2 separate regions of the Rattus norvegicus genome follow, and region 2 is linked to region 1. The links are chromatin contacts, called in public Hi-C maps. All regions are on one chromosome and are shown on one strand. Each heading gives the region's core, a stretch centred on a gene start, on an enhancer-like site or on the middle of the called end of the contact. The rest is flanking DNA. Distances are from core to core; before and after follow the strand shown.

Region 1 (4,301 bases), core at 787-3,286:
TGACCATACACACTCCAGAGAAATGAGCAGGTTTAATACCAGGGTTTGTATTTAACTGAGGGGAGCAGAGGTACCAGTGGGATACGTCAGAGGAGACAGCTGCCCATCTGGAGATTAGCCTCATCCTTGCCAGTCAGGGCCCCAGTCAGGCACATCACATCTGTGGGCTTGGAAATGCTGAAAGAGAAAGGAGCCGGGAAAGTGGGGCAGTGAGAACACTCCACAGGGGTTGGGGCAGAAGCTGGCGCTTGCTGTAGGCCTTCTGTGCTAGAAGACACATGCTGGGGAATCCTGTGGGTGAATCTGTGGGTTTCTAGGCACCCGGGAAGAGAAAAAGGAGGCTGAAGCCCAAGCAAACACAAACAGGATCCTGGGGGGGAACGAGGCGGGGGTGGGTGGGAGGAAGAAATGGGGAGGTGTCTTGATTTTATTGAGAGCAAGAGGAGTGAGCACCCTTTGGGACTGGGTGACCTTCTCCATTCTGCCATTCTTTTTTCTCTCTCTTTCTTTCTTTCTTTCTTTCTTTCTTTCTTTCTTTCTTTCTTTTCTTTTCTTTTCTTTTCTTTTCTTTTCTTTTCTTTTCTTTCTTTCTTTTTGCCCAGAAAGCAACCTAGGAGACCCCAGGCTTCCTGCCAGCTTCAGCCTTTTCCTGTATAAACCCTGGAGGCAACCGGGCCCCAGAGCTGGAGCATGGCCCGCTTCTCCCGGATGTGTTTGCGGAAGTGTTCGCCAGCACGCTCCATTTGGAAATGTCTTAAGATGAAACACAGTTGTCCCTGATGAGCAGGCTAGGTGACAGGAGAGGCTGCAAAACAAGGTCATTTCCTCTGAGGATGCCAAGTTTGGGGGTCCTGCCGTTACCGCCTTTGTACATCCTGCAGTGATGACTCAACTTCAATTTCCCTCCCAACGCTTTAAGTGGTTTCCATGCAGTAGGCCAGTGCCTGAAGGAGCCACATCTGCAGGCCCAGAGAGAGGCAGCATAGCCAGCCTTCTGTTCCACTGCCGTACCCTTTCATTCCGCACCCGGGCCCTGCGCTACAGCTTCGCACTGTGAATTGTGACAAAAATAACAGAAGCGACTAGAGAAAGGAAGGGTTTATTTTGGATCACGGTTCGGGAGTACAGTCGTCATGGCGGGGAAGGCACATGCACGGCAGCAGGGGCACTGCGGAGGCACCGGACCTCATTGCATTTGCAGTCAAGCAGAGAGGTGAATGCTGGCACTCAGCTCTCTGTCCCTTTGATTCAGTCCAGGACCCCAAGTCCAGGGAATGGTGCTGCCCACGGTGAGGGTGGGTCTTCCCACCTCAACAATTGCACCTAGAAACTCTCTCTCAGGCATGCCCAGAAGTTTGTCTCCTAGATTCTAGATCCTGTCAAATTGACAAATGAGCCACCATTTGGGGGTGTGTCCCAAATGGCCTTTTAAACATTTTTTTAAAATAATTTTTAAAATTTTGGGGGTGGGGGGTATGGGGCTGGAGAGATGACTCAGCACTTAGAGCACTGGCTGTTCTTCCAGAGGACCTGGGTTCTATTCCCAGCACCCACATGGCAGCTCACAACCGTCTGTAACTCCAGTTCCAGAGGATCCGACACTGTCATGCAGATGTAAAGACATATGTGTAGGTAGAACCCCAGTGCACATGATATGAAAATAAATATTTTTTTAAAAATGTGTGTGTGTGTGTGTGTGTGACTGTGTGTGACTGTGTGTGACTGTGTGTGACTGTGTGTGACTGTGTGTGACTGTGTGTAGGTAGTCTATGTGTGCCTGTGCCTTCAGGGACTAGAAGAGGATACTGGAATTACTTGAAGTTGTGAGCTGCCCCCATGTGGGTGATAAGGACTGAACGTGGGTCCTCCTGCAACACAAGCTCCTTTAACTGCAAAGCCATGTCCCCAGCCCGACGTGAGCAACTCATTAAGCATGAAATTCAGTGGCACTAAGTTTGTGCACACTGTGGGGTGGCATCTCCACTGTCCACTTCCAAAGCTTTGTTACCTGGTGACACCCTGTGCCCCGTGACCGCTAGCCTGCCCAGCTGCTGGTGACCTTTGCTCTAGCTGCTGACCGTGAAGTTGCCTCATCTCGTGGGACCGTCCAGTCTTGACCTTTTGTGTCTAGCTCATTTCGCTAACTATGTGGTGTTCAAGGTTGATCTCTGTGGTAGCATGTTGGCATGCCACTCCTTCCTGTGGCTGCGTAATAACCCTGTTGAATGGGCGCACACCACATGCTGCCTCTCTGTTCCTTTGTTACCAGGGACACTGGCTTGCTCCCTCCTGTTTAGCATGCAGTGTGCAGCTGTGAATACTGTTCAACTATGTAAGGAGTTACAATGCTCCCCCACATCGTTGTAAACAAAGATTTAGTTAGTGTGCATGTCTGTGTGCCCATATGTAGGTCAGAAGACACCTCTAAGGAGTTGATTCTCCTTTTTCACCTTATGGGTCCTGGGGATCGAACTCAAGACAGGCTTGACAGCAAGCACCTTCACCCACTGAGCCACCCCATAGGCCCCTCCTGTGTCTTTGATTTGCATTTTCCTGTCGCCACTTGGCATCTTTCTGGGTGTGTAGGGACCATCAGAAGCCACTATCCAAGACCTTGTCTGTTTTTCAGTTGGGTCCTATTTTTTTATTTGTTTATTTGTGTGTTTGTTTTGTTTTTCAAGACAGGGTTCCTCTGTGTAGCCCTGGCTGCCCTGGAACTCGCTATATAGACCAGGCTGGCCTACAATTCAGAGATCCTCCTGCCTCTCTGTCTGTCCAGTGCTGAGATTAAAGGTGTGTGCCACCACTGCCCAGGGGTCCATATTGTTATTATTGTTGCTGCCTTAGGGAAATTATTTACATACTCTGGACACTGTCCCCTGTTCTGGTATTTAATTTCTACCTACGCGTGCATTTATAGCTGCAACAGGAAGTCAGATTTGTGAGTAGTGGACTGGAAGTCTTCTTAGCCACTTCCTGCTCCCAGTGTTACTAGAGGGAGTTTCCGGGGTGCCCCACAATCAAGGTCCGGGTTCTCTGTATTTCAGGCAAATAGTCCAACAAGAGCAGAGTAGAATAAAAAAAAAAATACAGATTTATTAGAGGTGAGCATAGAACCAGAGAATACGGTTCACAGAATGGGAGTGCACTCAAGAGCCCCAGTCTGGGGTCCAGAGTCTGAAGGGTGGACTCTTCTTTGGCTTCTGTAGGTGATAGCTTTTCACTGTTTGCTGGAGGAGGGCATCTAATCATGGTAGTGGTCTAGGGTAGTCTGAGTGACAGGTCGTTTGAATGTCCTGGAGTTAACATTTTTAATGCCTCATAGCCATGTCTTGCTAATTCTCTCTTCCTGCCTCACAGGGAAAAGAAAGGGTTTTCAGTTAATGGGGTAGCTGGAAGACTAACCTGGGAACAGAAGGGGCAACATCAGAGTCAAGTCCACCCAACTCTTCTACGTCCATAGCAAGCGATGTCTGTAGTGCAGTCTGGACAGACCTGTCCTGACAGTTGTATGTTAATTGGACATAAGCTAGAGTCGTCTGAAAGGAAGGAGCCATTGAGAGCTTCCTTGCAATCTGTGAAGCATTGTCTTAATTAGTGATTGATTGTGGGGGTTAGGGGGAGGCAGCCCATGGTAGATGGTGCTATCCCCTGGCTGGTGATCTTGGATTCTATAAGAATGCAGGCTGAGCAAGCCAGTAAACAGCATTCCCCACCCCCCACCTCCATGGTCTCTGCATCTGCTCCTGCCTTTAGGTTCCTGCTTTGTTTAAGTTCCTGCTTTGACTTCCTTTGGAGACAGGCACACTTTCAGTGCCGGACCTGGAACCTGCTTCTTTGCAGCTTCCATAGTGGATACATCAGTATTCCCAAAAGTGACAGCATGCCCACTAAAGCCAGCAGGTCCTTGGGTTGTCCAACCCAGGCAGTCCTGGCATCACCCAAGAGAGTTACTTACAGAATTCCCCTGGTAACCCTAGTCAGGTCGGTTCCCGGGCAAGGGTCACCATGAGTGGCCTGTTCCTTCTTCCAACCTGACCTCTGGCTGGCTGCCTCCAGGCACAGTAAGCTGCCCTTGTCCTGTTTCCACAAGGAAGTGCAGAAGAGGTACTAGGTAAGGTACTTTAGGCTCAAAGCTACTAAGACAGAGGGCCTGTGAGTCTCTCCCCATAGGTAGACTTGTCCTGGGGTGTGTACCAGCAGGCAGGAATCTGGCCCTGGGAAGTAGCTGTCTCTCGTGGAGGAAAACAGGACACTGTATTGAGTTAAATGTCAGTTCTGTGACTGAAGTCTTCTGCTCT
Region 2 (4,301 bases), core at 1,304-3,803, 94 kb after region 1:
CACTCTTATGTTGAATGGTAGCCTAGGCTTTGTTGATTTTCTCTTAAGGAAAATGGGTAGGGAAAGGGAGGAGCCCGGTGAAAATAATGTCAGTAATGCCACTCGTTTGACTAAGACTGGGTTTAGTCACCACTGGTCTGTCTTCTCGAATGCAGGTTAGTAGTTGAGTCTTATGACTCAAGCTCAGCTGCCTTCAGACTGGCTTTGGGGACCTCTCCATGCTGGAGCCTGTCTACCACCAGCCAACAAGGCCACTACCCCAGGAAATGGGCCCCTCCTTCCCTACCTTCTGTTCCCACCCTGACAACTGGTTCACGTACAGGACTTCACCTCTCCAGGGTTTGGGCAGGAATTGGAATGTGGGTGGGTTGGTGCCCTACACACACAGGCAAGAGTAGTTCACATAATTTGGAATGGTCTCCTGGTCTTCCTGAACAAGACCTGCGTTCTCCTTCCAGTTAAGGTTTCCAAAACTAAAGCACTATGTTTATCTCCCATCACAGAGATAAAGATGCTAATTGAATGCTTGAGGCTGTACATTCTCTGATCCGGCCCCAACAGCTAATCCCATCCTTGGGGAAGAAAGGAGTTGTTAGGAAGGAATCCCACATTCTTCTGCTCTGCATGGCACCTTGTGACTACTCCAGGATTATAGAAAAATAAGAAAGAACAGGGTGCCCAAGAGAAGAGTGTAACGCCCATCCCATTGTTGTATGGACAACTCGCTTGATGCTTTTGGGGCTCTTGCTTCTTTCTGCAGAAGCCATGATTCAGGGAGAAGTGAATCACTCGTTCTTTCATTCACTCATTCAACAAATATTCACGGACTATGCCCCAGGTCTTGAAGTGGGTACCAGGGTTTTCCTCCCAGGACTTGGGTACATGAGATGAAGACTGAAGGGGGCTTGCACAAAACAATTGCACAGCAATTTAGGAGGGGAGCTAGATTGTGGATTTCCTCTAGGGACCTCTGAAGAAAAGCCAGTAGGGTTTGTTTGTTTGTTTGTTTGGCTTTGTTTTTGTGAAGGGTCTCACTATGTTGCCTTGGTTGGTCTGGAACTCTTTGTAGACTATGCTGGTCTCAAATTTACAGAGATCTAGCTGGTGAAGGGACATACCTTTAATCCAACCACTCCCGAGACAGAGGCAGGTGGATCTCTGAGTCCAAGGACAGCCTGGTTTACAGAGGGAGTTCCAGTACAGCCAGGGCTACACCCAGAAGCCAGGTCTCAAAAACAAACAAAAAATCAAATAAACAAAAAGCCTGCCTCTGCCTCCTGAGTGCTGGGATTAAAGGCTTGGGTCATCTGGTCTCATGCTTGAAAAAGCTACTTCGAAAGCTACTTTTTTCATTTGCTTTGCTGTGATTCTTCAAGATAGTTTTTGTTGGTACTCCTCTGGGATCCCGGCATCCGGGCTTGGAAAGGGGTTTTAGTTGAGAATTAACAAACCATTAACAGCGTGTACATAGTAACAAGTTGGAGTTACTCCTAAGTCTTCCCAATACTGAATATGTAAGTAACCAGTCAGTCCCACTTATTCTTTAACAATGTAACTTTGGTGGGGGCTGGGGATTTAGCTCAGTGGTAGAGCGCTTACCTAGGAAGCGCAAGGCCCTGGGTTCGGTCCCCAGCTCCAAAAAAAAAAGAACCAAAAAAAAAAAAAAAAAACCAATGTAACTTTGGTGGATACAAATTCACTGCCCAGACTCTTTTCCGGTCCAGACTTCTCAAAGTGACTTAGTTGTAGCTACCCTGAAAGATTTAACAGAATAAGGGACAGCTGTTGGCTTGAAACCCCTCAACCTCTTCCCTAACATGCGACTCTTGCTTAGATAAAAGGCATTATCTTAGCATGCAACTGGTGCCTAGAATCTAGTTGGAAGCTACCAACGTAAAACGGAGTGGCTCTCCAGCCTCTGCTGGCTTGTCTCTCAGCAAGTTTTCAGGCATAGGCACACAGGGTGGTGAAGCAGGGTCAATCTACACCACGAAGTCTAGTCTACGTGGCCCGCACACAACTCAAGGCCCATCCATCCTCGGCTCGCACCTGCGATCCCGCCAGGGAATAAATACTACGCGCTGAATGCAAAGCCGAGGAAGAGTTTTGCTAGTCTTCCAGGCCAGGGCTCAGCCGTTAGGACCCGGGGAGAGACTGCGTGATTGAACCGGTTGCAAGACGGACGACCAAGCGCCTGTGCGCATGCACCGGCCGAATCCCGCCTGCTGCCCATAGGACCCTGCGGCAAGCTGGTAGTCAGGACTGGTGGTGTGGTGCGCGTGCGCGGGCCTGCCGCAGGGAGTGTCCGGCACGAGGCCGGGCGGGGAGCGCGGGCGGATGGGCGGGGGGCTGGGCACGCGCGGCGCCCCGCCCCACTGACGCGCCGGGCCCGCGCCTCCCGCCTCCGGCGTCGGGAACCGGGTTGGCCGCCAAGGAGTCCCCGCCCCTCCCCCGCGCCTCCCGGCCGGAACCGATCGGGGCTGGTTTGAGCTGGTGCGTCTCCATGACGACGTGCTCCGCCTATAAGTAGCGGCGCGTCGCACCGTCGGGCTTTGTCAGTCCCTGCAGCCGCCGCCGCCGGCCGCCTTCAGTCAGCAGCTCGGCGCCACCTCCGGTCGGCGACTGCGGCGGGCTCGACGAGGCGGCTGACGGGGCGGCGGCGGGAAGACGGCCGGGTGCGCCTTGGGGTTTAGTGGCGGCTTCTCCATGGGTCCAGCCAGCCGCTTCCCTGTGCTGTGAGGTAAGCGGGGCGCGGGAGGATTGTGCGGCCACGTGTCGCGAGGCCCGGACTGCGGTCGCCGGCAGGGGACACGTGGCCGGAGGCTGGTGACCTTGCGAGCCTCCGCCCTGAAGGCAGCAGCTGTTCCTGGCCCTTGGCTGCAAGCCCTCGGATCGCCCCATGGGAGCCCGCATCGTGTCAGCCGGGCTCGGCGCTCCACTTGCCCGGGCGGTGATGGAGGGCAGGTGCAGGGGAGCCCGGCCGCTAGCAGCCGCCCTGCAGTTTCCTGCTTTCTTTAGTTTTGCTACGTGTACAGAGCAGAGCTGATGGACTCGAAGTGGAAGTCGATAGACCTAATTTAGTCAGGGAGTCCCTGCTAATGAATACTCACCGGCTGTGACTTGGATTTAGAACTGAACTCTTTGAATGACTTAGGGGTTTACGGGAAACCGGATTCCCGGCTGTCTTGGAAGCCCGACTCAGAATCCTCAATAACTGGTAGAACTGGGGAGCAGATCCTGTCAGGAATGTCTGGGAGAGGACAAAAGAATGCAGTGGCTTGTTTTATTCAAACCTAACATCGGGCAGAATTTGACTGGAGTTCATTTTTGTTTTAATTGGCTTGTATCTCATCCAGATTTAACTTCTTGTGCTAATTGTTTAACAGGATTTAGCTGCTTCCCATGCCAAAGTGTTAGCATTTTTTTTCTTTTATCTTTTTTTTCTTTTTCTTTTTTTTTTTTTTTTTTTTTTGTATTGAGGCAAAGATAGGGAAAGGCAAAATAAGTGGTATTTCAATGAAAGTTTTCCAGGTTTAAGCCGGAAGGCTGCCTGGAAAATACTTAACAAGACCTAAAATTACAAAGTTACTGCCAAAGCCCATTCATCAGTTCTAAGTGATATACAACTGAGTTGGCTGGCGCTGGTCTGTAGTCTTCACTTAAGAGAGGTTTATGCAGCTAACGAAGTTGACCAGTGCCAAAAGTCTCCTTAAAGCTTAAAGTGTGCTTTATCATGCATGGATTTGGATTTATGACAGGCTCATCCCCGTGGGCCTCTCATAGTGTCCCGTGCTAGAGCAAACTGGCTCCTAACCATTGCCCAGCCTTGGTGCATGTAGGCTGCTGGCACTGAAGTGGGTCACACAATGGAAAAAAGTTTTACCTGGCCACTTGCTGCTGGTGTCCATTTCATAAGACCCAGGCAGGAGCTTTTATTAAGCGTGGTGATCTTGCTTATTTTTGTTAGTAAAAAAGTTGGCCAAAAATTCCTTCAATATGGTTATTATCCATAAGTGGATATTAGAAGGCACTTGAGGACTGTTGGATTCCCAGAAGTGCGCATTTGGTAGGCAATCCAGGCTCTAGAATACTGATGTTTCATAACAGTAACAATATACTGTGAATTGAATTTTTTTAAATGCTAGTACTGCATAAAAGTTAGGGAAGTTTTGGTGGATTGCACACTAACATTGAGTGCTCTGGATACCTGATATACTGTATTCACTAAGTCATTCAGCATAACTCTGCAAGTGGGAGAAAAAGACCTTTTCAGGACTGCATGTTACTGTATGCCCATTAAA

Evidence for each region. Hi-C and Micro-C count contacts between places; a contact is called where the count stands out from the background.
Region 2: a contact with region 1 is called in a Hi-C map of liver, with 6 times the contacts expected there. The contact joins the promoter of Odc1 here to the enhancer-like site in region 1. A contact is called at or near these places in 3 of 12 Hi-C or Micro-C datasets (kidney and liver).

What each region holds. Positions count from the first base shown.
Region 1 is chr6:45,962,360-45,966,660 of GRCr8, forward strand. No RefSeq gene overlaps it. Among named protein-coding and RNA genes, the nearest start is that of Cfdp1l1, 19 kb to the right of the region's middle. Within about 2 kb of position 2,037, at least 1 of the 93 cell types and tissues checked has an H3K27ac peak or open chromatin away from gene starts, as enhancers often do. A contact at or near this core is called in liver, where this site is marked.
Region 2 is chr6:46,056,112-46,060,412 of GRCr8, forward strand. It overlaps Odc1 (ornithine decarboxylase 1), which reads left to right and starts at 2,554. Exons shown (of 12, transcript NM_012615.3): 1 at 2,554-2,740. It overlaps Snora80l1 (small nucleolar RNA, H/ACA box 80 like 1), which reads left to right and starts at 3,736; the gene lies at 3,736-3,869.